3 separate regions of the Mus musculus genome follow, and regions 2 and 3 are each linked to region 1. Evidence: chromatin contacts called from public HiChIP or PLAC-seq and promoter capture Hi-C data. All regions are on one chromosome and are shown on one strand. Each heading gives the region's core, a stretch centred on a gene start, on an enhancer-like site or on the middle of the called end of the contact. The rest is flanking DNA. Distances are from core to core; before and after follow the strand shown.

The links. Promoter capture Hi-C pulls out the DNA fragments that hold promoters and counts their contacts. HiChIP or PLAC-seq counts read pairs in DNA pulled down with a chosen protein or histone mark.
Region 2: a contact with region 1 is called in a FOXA1 HiChIP or PLAC-seq map of pancreatic cancer cells. The contact joins the enhancer-like site here to the promoter of Btc in region 1. A contact is called at or near these places in 4 of 39 promoter capture datasets (embryonic stem cells, hippocampal neurons and liver) and 1 of 115 datasets of contacts at active chromatin or transcription factors (pancreatic cancer cells).
Region 3: a contact with region 1 is called in a promoter capture Hi-C map of liver, with 3 times the contacts expected there. The contact joins the promoter of Areg here to the promoter of Btc in region 1. A contact is called at or near these places in 3 of 39 promoter capture datasets (cranial neural crest, hippocampal neurons and liver), 1 of 115 datasets of contacts at active chromatin or transcription factors (pancreatic cancer cells) and 1 of 9 other capture datasets (adipose tissue).

What each region holds. Positions count from the first base shown.
Region 1 is chr5:91,400,953-91,404,858 of GRCm38.p6, forward strand. Btc (betacellulin, epidermal growth factor family member) reads right to left here and starts at 2,042. Exons shown (of 6, transcript NM_007568.5): 1 at 1,706-2,042. The coding sequence starts at 1,769.
Region 2 is chr5:91,108,091-91,111,996 of GRCm38.p6, forward strand. No RefSeq gene overlaps it. Among named protein-coding and RNA genes, the nearest start is that of Areg, 30 kb to the right of the region's middle. Within about 2 kb of position 2,106, at least 58 of the 459 cell types and tissues checked have an H3K27ac peak or open chromatin away from gene starts, as enhancers often do. A contact at or near this core is called in pancreatic cancer cells, where this site is marked.
Region 3 is chr5:91,137,810-91,141,715 of GRCm38.p6, forward strand. It overlaps Areg (amphiregulin), which reads left to right and starts at 1,790. Exons shown (of 6, transcript NM_009704.4): 1 at 1,790-2,065; 2 at 3,089-3,316. The coding sequence starts at 2,005.

The DNA of each region.
Region 1 (3,906 bases), core at 792-3,291:
TCCCATCTTTCAGGTTCTCCCAGTACCCACACATATCTTCTGTGTGACTTCTCATCATTCCATATTCAACATGGAGCTCTCCCTTCTCTGCTTGTCTGAGCTTTTCCCTGTCACTTTGGCATTCCCAACTCAACATAAAGCAAGAACCACACCTAAGAATCTCAGGACCACTCTTCTGCCTGCTTCCTGTATACATTAGCATATAGTTCACTATACCAAGATGAAGAAGATCTTGGCTGGGGGGCAATCCAGACAAGGTAGAGGATGTGAGTGCCAGCTGTGTTTAAGTGATACTGACAATAGTCTCAGCACTTCCTCTACACCTCCATCTCATGTCCTCTTGGTTCACATCACTCTACAGTGGGTTAAGGTGACATGCCTCCACTGTAGGCTAAGCCAGTCCTTCCTCTCTAACCTGGACCTTACATGCAGTCCTTCTGCCACCAGGTTGACAAGCATTTTATCTGCCTCTCTAGTTCTGGAGACACAGCCAAACAAAAATTTCACTTATATTATCTGTTTTTACACCTTGATAAACAATCTTGTCCCTTTTTACAGTTGTTAGCCCTCTCCAGGCTTGAGAGAAGGTATATAATATAGCACGGTGACACATAAGAGGTCCCTCTCCTTACAATGTCTCAATGCTCTTAGATTCCACATAAGGCTAGAAAGCACCCTTCCCTTCCAGAACCCCCAAGGACCTCGAAGCAGAGGTCTGGAGATGGCTGGGCTCTCCCACCAGGCTGTCCTCTCGTCTGCTACTCAGAGGCAGAGGGCAGGATGCCACCTGAAGCTGCACTCTGCTTCCACAGCTCTGGCTTCCAGGGAGCCGCCTCTCCTCTCTTGCTTCTGCGGACATCCAGGAGTTCTCAACCAACAGGCCCTAATTTTCCAAATAAAGAGATGTATTTCCTCTCCTGACTTTTCAAAGTAGGAAGCAAAAGGTCCCAAGTGAGGCCGTTTGGTATTTTTTCATTTCTCTTTGCTTTCTCGTCCTGAACGAAAAACAGTCACAGAAAGCTCTCAAGAGAGGACTTCTCCCTCGCAGCTCCTGCCACACGAATGGAAGAAAGAAAAGGGAGAGAGAAGGTGTGTGTGTGTGTGTGTGTGTGTGTGTTTGTGTGTGTTTTCCAGGAACGAGACAGAGAGAGAGAGAGAGAGAGAGAGAGAGAGAGAGAGAGAGAGAGAGAGAGAGAGAGAGAGAGGAGAGAAGACGGGACTGCTTTTGAGACTACCAGTAGCTTAGGAGGATTCATCACACACACACACACACACACACACACACACACACACACACACACACACACACACTCACACACACACAAGCACGTTGCTCTCCAGTCCATGCATGTTAGGAATGCCCGCCTCTGCCTTCTGCAGGTATCCTTCTCGGTGCAGACTCCCTTGCTTCTTCCTTTGAGAGTCTCCTCCCATCTCAGGCACCTGCTAAGCACCTCCCGGGTCCCTGCCAGCACCTTCCGCGAGCTCTGCTCCTGGCACTTCAAGGTGCCACCTGAGCACAGCCCAGCAGCAGGCAGCAGGATCCCTGCCGCCCTGGGCCTCGAGTATACCCAGGGAAGACTCCAACAGGTGCAAGCCAGAGGCGGGATCTTAACTTCACCAGCTCACTCTTTCAGCAAGGTTCACAGGACTCCAGCCCCCATGACTTTCCTCCTGATCTGTAGCTCTCAGAATGAACACTTACCCAGGGCAAGGACCAGGAGCAGCGGCAGGGAGCTGACACTGCTACCCGGGGCTGTTGGGTCCATCAACTGTGCTGTGAGGGGCAGGGCAGCCCCTGGATGAGTCCTCAGGTTCCTTCTCTATGCCCTTCCTGGGCCCTGGCACCGAGAGGGTGCTTGAAAACTAATCCCTGAGCCAGGAGGAAGCGAAACTAAGCAGCAGGCAGCCTGCCTACAGAGCAGGGAAACACCCGGGGCGGGCAGCCAGCGGGCTCCAGTGTCACCCAGAACTGGGAGCCTCCTATTTATCCTGGAGCCTTCTGCACACACCCCCGGAGAGGCACACCACTTGGTGCTGGTAGCCTGCACGCTGCTCCCACCCAGCTGCCCCACACCCATACTCACACCCAAGGACACGCTCAGAGGGCCACGGGGCCAGCTCTCCCACTCCCCCTGCTGGGTCTCACCTGACGGTTCATTTCTTTCCCCCTGTGGGACAAAACAAGGTAAATGGGGCCCAGAAGAGAGGCAGAAGAGGACCTGGTCATGTGGCCTCAACTCATGAAGCCCTCTGGGGGAAAGTCTAGAAGTCTCCTTCTGGCCTAAGGAGCGAATTCTGAGACTAGAGCGAAGTTCACTGAAAAGAAAAAACAAACAGACAAACAACAACAACAACAACAACAACAACAAAAAACCACAAAAAACCTCAAGCATTTGACAGTTGACGCAGACAGGCGATTTCTCAAGAGTCATTGTTGTCTATAGAATTCTTAAAGTTAATACTTCAGTTTTCAGTGCCTTCTAGTCAGTTATTAATTAGCCGGGCATTTTAGCTTGCCAAAACGTCCTTTTGAAATTTCATGTATCAGCTGGATGTGGTGGCACATGCCTCTAATCAGGAGGAGAGCAAGTTTGAAGGGTCAGCCTGGCCCACATAGCACAATATTAGCTCAGAAACTTAGTAACAAATCATCTGAGTAAATAGATAAATAAAAGAACTTCATTTCTATTTTATTTATCCATTATTTTTTCATTTGTTTACCTCTTAATTCTAGTAGGATCTTTCTGTTTCTTTTTCGTGTGTGTGTGTGTTTGTGTGTGTGTGTGTGTGTGTGTGTGTGTGTGTGTGTGTGTGTGTGTGTTGTATGCTTGTGCTTTGCCAAACCTTATCTCTATTTCATCATGCCTAGTAATGGGAACTTTTTATGCATTGAGCCGTCTCTGGAACCCAAAGACACACTGAACAGCCTATAAAAGGGTTCCAGTTTTACCGTATAGCACAAGTATATTTGCATCTGAACTGACCAAGGGGTTTGGGTCTTATGAACTGATTTACTGATCTTGTAAAAGCAATGCATACAATGCATCCACCTTCAGAAGTTGCATTTCTGACACTGGAAAGTACAATAAACATTTTTTTTTACATATGAAAGATAAGTCAAGCATTTGACCCTCCTTTTGAACCCCATTATATAAATTAAGCAAGTGATATTTTATTTCTAAACCGATCCTAGTTATGTTAGTGCCGTAGGCAACTGATGTATCTAGAAGAATGAAGTTTTAAATCCATCCATTCTAGTTAACCCCTTAGAGCCCTGGAAGAGGGAACCGTCTCAGATGATTGGGTGGGGTCCGGAGCAGGGAAGAACTGAGAGATAGAGGGCCATGCACCACAGAGGTGATGGAGTACAGGAAGCCATCAGGGCTTTAGAATGGTGGCACTCCCTCCGTATGTCTCTGTCCTTTTATCTTCCTGGCATCTGCTAGTGTAGGAGGGCTCCTACACCAAGGCTCCTCTCTGAGATGACACCATACTTAACATCTGCCTTCTTATCACCAACAGACAGTGGCAGCCTCCTCTCCTATCCTGCTCTCTGCAAATACTAATAAAAAAAAAAAAGGAAAGAAAGCACACACACTGTTTGCTTATTGAGAAATTATAAGAGGCCGGGACATGATATACGTATTTAGCATTCCTGACGTTCACATGGTAAATTAACTTTTTCAGGCCACTAGAGGATGAAATAGTGTAATTTAATATACTAACTAGGCCAGATAAAGTAGTATCTTTCCCTGGGAGCTTTATTTACTGCCAGAAATAAAATGAAATGCTCCCAAGAATATGTCCTCTAGATTTTCTGGCAACAGAGAGCTAGTCTCTTCAAGGTCAAGAGAATCTCCCTTCCTCTTTTCCACTCTTTTCCTTCTCCCCTCTCCTTCCTTC
Region 2 (3,906 bases), core at 856-3,355, 290 kb before region 1:
TTCATTTCTGTTCCATCTGAAGGCATTTCTTCTGACCACCCCAAGGCTGGATCCCTTCCTTTCTCACTTGTTTAGATTTATTTTCTTCCTGGATATATTAATATATATTTATATATTAATTTCTTTTCTCCACCAGAATGCTCCACCAATGAGAGAAATGTGCTTTGCCCCTGGCTCTATTCCAGGTACCGAAAGGATGGCAATGGACAGGTGAGAAATCTTGGTAAGTACTTGCTGAATGTGTCTGAGTCGACATCAATGGCTAGTGGTTAATCCCTCAGCAAACACATGTTTTTCAGTGATATGAATGGTAACTGAAATGTGAACTTGTAAAACCTCAACTCACCCCATAATTTTTCATGCCCCGGCAAGGTTACTTCCAGAAAGAATGTGCTGAGGGTAATTTTGGACCCAAAACTTTAAGACATGTCCAAAATACGTGATCTCTGTACTTGTGCTATGGGCACATTGGCATTTATCACTCTGCCTGAGCCAGGTGGTAACATCATGTAACTCCTTTCTTCCCAACCCTTCAATGCATCCCTTGGTGTCCTAGATAAAAGGCACCCAGGCCTTTGCATGGGTTGGTGCCACCTGAACTCTTGCCATGTTGACGACCTTTGCTTGATCATCTTTTTCTTTTTCTTTTCTTTCTTTCTTTCTTTCTTTCTTTCTTTCTTTCTTTCTTCCTTCCTTCCTTCCTTCCTTCCTTCCTTCCTTCCTTTCTTTCTTTCTTTCTTTCTTTCTTTCTTTCTTTCTTTCTTTCTTTCTTTCTTTCTTGTGTGTGTGTTCAAGGAAAAACTTTTATTCTAGGACAAATCCAAGAATGAAGCCACAGGTGTGGGTTATAAAACAAGGCCATGTGAATCTGTTGTTTTCAACTTATAACAAGCTTACAAAATGCAACACTGCTTTGAACTTAATATGAATATCCTCTTGTAACTCCCATTTTGTGTAACATTTTATCTGTGAGCTAAAAAAAAAAAAAAAAAAAAAGGAAAAAAAAGAGGAAAATGGCTACACCACTGCATTTGGATGGATGGATGGATGGATGGATGGATGGATGGATGGATGGACAGAGCAGAGCCCCTCCCCTCGAGCCAACAACTCATCATCTTTATTTCTTTTTCTTTGGCTTTTTTATGGACAAAAGCTCATAGAAAATTAGCTCACAGATCATCTTTTTCTATGGAGCAAATTCTACCAGACTCAAAGCCACATCTATGCTGAACTCCCCTTGACCCTGCTGTAGAGATTCCTACTCAGTCTTCATGTAGAAACTGAAGTACTGTGCTTTCTCAGAAGCCTCTCCCAACTCTGACATATAGACTGTTTGAAAGGTTTTCATACCATTCTAAGGTAGCATTTATCACAGTTCATTTGGCTGTTTGGTAAAATTATTTTTTAAAACAACTTAACTAAACTTTCTTTAGTAGGTTCTTTGTGGGTTTTTTATATCACTAATAATTGCACAATATTGTCAGCCAATCAAGGAATGTCATCTGAATGAAATAATTGTCTTGAAAGAACTTCTAGCCAAGGGATATTAAATTATTTACTATATACAATTATAAGTGATTTTGAAATCCCATAATGCCTGATGTTTTTAAAAAACAATTTTTATTAAATCAGTTGTTCTCATTTTGTTGTTAATTACGACTCTCAAGCAAAATCTGGTTATCCAGTCTAGTCCTTCCTGAGGTAAGTGCGATTATTTAGCCATGAACAGGGTGCACTGTTAGTCATGGGAATCCGGATATGTGCCCAGTTTTTATGGATACCCAAGCCCATTTTTTCTCACTGAACAGTTCTCTAGTGTTGGAACCCCTTTAAGAGTCCCTTCCTTCTTGAAGATCTGAGCACTTCTATCTATACTTGGGATTCCTGAGTTTGTTTTTATTGTCTGTTTAGAGGTCTTTGGAAAGAGGCTAAGTCATCCAAATACTACAAATTCAATTAGTAATACTTAAAAGGCCTTTTCTTTCCAGGTTCCAGCTTTGAGACCTTATAGGACAACCCGTGTCTTTGACCACAGTAGCAATGACACAACTATCTCTTTAGCATGCCCCACTGGCCTTGGCACTTGAAGTGCAAGGTTTAGACATGCCTCGGCATGTTCCTTGAGTCTGCTCTCTCTCTGCCCTCCTTCTGGCTTCAGGCTGATAAGACAGCTCTTAACCCTGAGAAAGCTGCATCAGCTATAGAATTTATGACATTATTTGCTTTGAATCAAAGTTCATCGCTTGTTCTGGCATTCCGGATATTGGCTTTGGTTCTTCTAAGTTGTCTTAAGTCTATGCTAAAGTAAACCTCAGGTGACATTTACAGTCTTGATTAACAGGAAACTAATTGTTGAAGTCAGTGAAAGGCAAAAATTCTTTTTGTGTGAAAGTCCACTGTACCTTTGAAGACATGCATAAAACGTGAGTCACCAATGTGAATGAGTTCATTATGTCTCACTGCGATTTTGCCTTTGATTATGAACCTTTTTTTTGAAACAGGATCTTGTAGCTTTTAGCTTACTACATAGCTGAGGATGACCTTAAACTTCTATATTTGTTGCCTTCCTCCATGTGCTGGTCTTACAAGAGGGGGCCACCTCATCAGCTAATGCTGTACAGGCTGAATTTACAACCCAGCTCTAAACATTAACCGATTTACATACAACAATTACATTTATTGAAATCATTGTAGCATTTTAGAACTCTGTTTCTCTGCTTATTTTAGGTTACATCCAATTCTGATATCCCTTGCTTAGATTAAGATGCTATGCCAAATGGGAAGTCAGAAGCTCTACGAAGTGCGGAAACTATATATTTGTCTACACAATCTTCAAGAAAAGGACAGGATTTAAGAAGATTAGAATAACTGAAAGTTCCCAACCTTTTTTCATTAAAAATAATAATGGGCCACAAAGCTCGCTCAGAAGTAGTATGTACGCCGTCATTTAGTTTTTAATTTTTCCAGGCCTATTAGATAAATACGCACTAAGTTAGAGCAATTAGACTTTAATTAGAAGTATAATTGGAACTTCCTGTGTATCTTGTCCGGCACCCCATTGTGATTCAGTGGGCTCAGCCCTTCGGTCAGCTGTAGTCAGTGCTGATGGTTTTGGGCTGGGAGCCAGAATCCTGTGACTGGCAGAGACGGAGAGCCCAGCAGAGGCTGGGTGGCTGGAGTTCTCACTTCCTAAAATGATGCACTGAGCACCTTGTGTGTTCTAGATGTTCATGGTGAGTGAGACATGCCAAAGGCTGCGTGTGCAGTCCTGTCATGGCAGTCACTTGAAGAGCAGGCATGTCCTTCCTTGTCTTAGTTGTGCGGGGACAGATGTGGAGAAGGAAAATGTTTTAGGCATCAGTGGTTCTGTTTCTATAATGGCAACTCTATAAAGAATGTTTGAGAGATGAAAACCTAAGGCCAAGGAGCTCCATCTGGCCTCTGTTTGGCTCCACGGTGTCATAACAGTTAGAGAAGAAGAAAGTGGAAACCATATGAATAAAGGGCCAAATTCTCATTTATTGACAAAAAACTGAGACTCCAAAAGCTCAGCATTCACTTCCCAAAGGCTGTCACCCTAATAATGGGACTACTTCATACTAGGTGCTCCCTTTGTCTGTCTGTCTGTCTGTCTCTGAATATGTCTGTCTGTCCCTCCTTCCTTCTTTTCTTCCTTTCTTTTTTTAATTTTTGAAGGACTTTTTGTCACACAGTCTCTCTCTGCGGTTCAGACTGGCCCTGAGCACATGGAGTGCTCCCAAACCTCTCAAATATTCAGGGATTATCGGCTAAGCCAACACTTAAAGTTGCCAACAGGGACCCGAATTCCAACACACAAAGCTACAGTAGATAAACAATCTCCAGACTGTATCTATAGAATTCAGAATTATCACATATGCCATGAAG
Region 3 (3,906 bases), core at 540-3,039, 260 kb before region 1:
ACCTACAGGCCAAATTAAACTACAGCCTCCTTTCCCAGCGTACTGTGAATCAATCCCTTTTATCTGATTTAGTAGATTTACTTAATCATATGTGGCCCACACGACTGGGCTCTCAACAAACATGGTGCTGCTCACTAAATCTCCCTCTTGGTGATTTCCCACACAAAAGTAAAGCACAGTTTACACAAAGTACTCCTTCACCAAACACTGAGTAGAAGTGAGGGCACAGTTCAGGACTTTTCTGTATCTCCTCTCCAAAAGCCCATGTTTTTGTTCTAAGAGTTTAAAACCAATAGTCCTGAAAAGGCTGATTGGGGGAGCTCAGTCAGGGAGGGTCGTGGATAAGGGCAGGAAACAGCTTAGAGAAAGTGTGTCTTGTTTTCTTTAAGCCAAGAGAAATCCATTTCTTTTTTTTTTTTTTTTTAATATTTTTTATTATTACCTATTTTCCTCAATTACATTTAGAATGCTATCCCAAAAGTCCCCCATACCCTCCCCCCCCCATTTCCCTACCCACCCATTCCCATTTTTTTGGCCCTGGCGTTCCCCTGTATTGGGGCATATAAAGTTTGCGTGTCCTGAGCTACTAGAGCATGAGAGTTCGGGGAAGTAACTGCCCTCACTTCCTTTGCAGCTAAATATGCCCCCAGTGGGGTTCGGTTCCCTCTCCTCTCCTCCCCTCTCCCCTCCCCTCCCCTCCCCTCCCCTCCCCTCCCTTCCCCTCCCCTCCCCTCTCCTTTCTCTCTCCTCTCCTTTCTCTCTCTCTCTCTCTCTCTCTCTCTCTCTCTCTCTCTCTCTCTCTCTCTCTCACACACACACACACACACACACACCAGTCTTTCTGCTAGCCCAAATAGCCCCTCACATTTGCTCTGTTGCCTGGGTGGGCCTGGAAGTTCCTCTAGCCTGGGTGCTGGAGTCGCAGATGTGTCCCCATTAGGGCTCTCTCTCAGGCTGGAAATGAGGGCCTCCCTGGATTCTTCCAATTTGAACACCTAAATCATCTTGACAACTTTCCTTTTCTATGAAACTTTCTTCTGCCCAGCAACCCTCTTCTTAAAGGTCAGTTTAGCCCTCAATCTCTTTATCAGAGCTGCAAGGGGCAGATTTCAGTGACAAACTAATTTGAATCAAATCTACATAATGTGTGTTTGAGTTAATTCATTTTTTTCTGCTTTTTACATCTGTCTTTTATTGGTTTGTAAAATAGGGGAGCACACTTATCCCCAGCAACTTATTATTGGTCTCATGATACAGCTCAGGTTAACTTCTCCCTGTAACCTCTACTTCAGTCTCCCTAAGTGCCACTGTCTGGCCACGCCCAGCTAAAACCTTAAGTGTAATTCGAGTAGAAAGACCAGCAAATACTGCAGAGAGGAAGGCCGCAGGGAGGGTGTCTGATTGATAACTAGGTTATTAGGAGTCCTTTAGCGCTTCGTTTATCCTCCTCAAAGTCTTCGGGCTAACATCACTAAGCCACAGTTGCTCTGAAAGCTCCACAAACATCCTAAAATGGGACTTTGGTACTTAATGTCCCGGCCTGCTGTCCTGTTAATGTATATGCAAAGAGTTTCTTTGGGCTGTCAGCTCCTCAGCACCACTCTAACTTAAAACACAACGCGAGTGGGAAAGTTTCTCCCCGCGTAATCAGGGCTCGATCCCCACTTCCTCCCGCGTCAGCTGGGTTTTTGGAGTAGTAACCTCCCGCCTCCACCCAGGGCTGGTCCGTGACGTCACGGGCGGTGGCTCCAGCGGGTCTATAAAAGCAGCAGGTGCTCGCCGCACCCTGGATCCCGCTTCCTTCGCTCCCTTCTGACCCGCGGCCACCGCCCGGACATCTCCAGCTGAGCCTGAGGCGCTGGCCGCTCCAGCCGTCCGGAGCCCGGCGGGCTGGGCTTCCCTGCGCCGGTGCTCGCCCGCTGCTCCGTGGTTCCGCTGCTCCCGCCGCCCGGAGCCGCTGTCGTGTTGCTGCAGAGACCGAGACGCTGCCGGCCGGTGGAACCAATGAGAACTCCGCTGCTACCGCTGGCGCGCTCAGTGCTGTTGCTGCTGGTCTTAGGCTCAGGTGAGCATCCGCCACCTCTCAGGTTGTTGCCCCTTGAATGCTGCTGCCTCTTGACATTCCCCAAACGTCAGGGAGCAGATCCCCTTAGCTCATACCCCTGAAATTGCTCATGCTAGGAGGGTGAGAGAAGCAGACGAAGTCTCTAGCATGACCCAAGGTCTCTAGCATGACCCAAGGACCAGCTGATGGAAACCTAAGAGGTCATTTTAGCCCACCCTTTTCTTTGATAACTAAGGAAACTGAGGTCCAGGCAGGTGAAGTAGTTTCTACAAAAGTAGTTAATCCAGGAGGATTTGAAGGAGGGCTCTTTGCCTTCTGTCTCCATTCTTCTGTCTAGTGATTTTATTTTTCCCTCTCCAAAGCAGACTCAAAGTGTTCAGAGGTTGAAAGCATCGCTGCCAAATGCTGTCTTGATATTAAAAAAAAAAAAAAGAATTAAAATGAAATCAAGGACTGAAGCTCAGGACTCCTCCAAGGGGTTACCCGGCTCTGAACCTTTTCTCTGTGTGATAATAATAGATAAAGACGGTAAAAACCGTTGCTCTTTGCCACTATTGGCACTACCTTTTGCATCTTATGTACAGATTCAATGGCTGTAAACAAGAGTTAAAATGTATCAGTACCGGTCAAAAGATGGCAGGAAAGCTTTGGAAAAGCGCACCCAAGTTAGACCCGAAGGGTGTAGGCCACTTAGACATTGCGGGTTACGTGATTCTGGGGGCATTGCCTTGGCAGGACTTATCCAATTGTGGAAATTAATGTAGGCGATCTGGAAAAGAAAACCCAGATAAAAGAAACTCAGTAATTTGGGCAACTGAGTTTGCTTCTTGGCAGACTGGGAAGTTGCTTCTATGAGCGACTCAGTCAAACAAAACAAAACAAACAAAAAACAAATCCCAACACCCAATAGCACACATGCAGTAACTGTTTGATATGAGGAGACACACATGTCTACACAGCAATGCTCACTTACTGAGACAGAAGTATCCGACTCATCTCTTCTTATTCTCTCCGTCCCTGCAGGCCATTATGCAGCTGCTTTGGAGCTCAATGACCCCAGCTCAGGGAAAGGCGAATCGCTTTCTGGGGACCACAGTGCCGGTGGACTTGAGCTTTCTGTGGGAAGAGAGGTTTCCACCATAAGCGAAATGCCTTCTGGCAGTGAACTCTCCACAGGGGACTACGACTACTCAGAGGAGTATGATAATGAACCACAAATATCCGGCTATATTATAGATGATTCAGTCAGAGGTGAGTGGAGGGCACAAGGAAAGCGTTGTCTGTGAGATGCGGGTTTTACCTCTGCAAAGTGGCTTCAGAAGGGAGATGGCTCAGTTTTCTAAAGGCTTTGTAGGCGTGGCTATTGCGAGTCCTCAGAGCCACGTGGAGGTTGCATCCTGAAAGTCCAAGGCATTCATCAAAACCTCATGTGCATGTTTAATGTTTGCAACTCTGGTACATAGACATAACTGTGCTCATTTTACACAAGAATTGAAGCTCAGAAAGGTTGTGTGCCGCCCCCCTACCCCCTTTCCCGCCTCTGGGAACAAGCAACTGAGTCAGATTCAGAACCTCAATCTGTTTGACTCCTGGGATGATGGTCTTTTCCAATATGCGACATGACCTCCATTCTGGGAGCATAGGTCGTCATTAACCATTCCTGTGAGCCTTGTAGCTCAACATTTGTGTCCCCTCCCCCACACTACCTGACTTAAAATAACTGCATTCTAACACAAATAAGGGGTCAGAAGGAATAATGACGAACCCTAGAAATGTTAAAGATGTATGTGTGGATTTTATTTTTATCCAAACTACTGATCCCTGGTTTGGTTGTTTTTTTG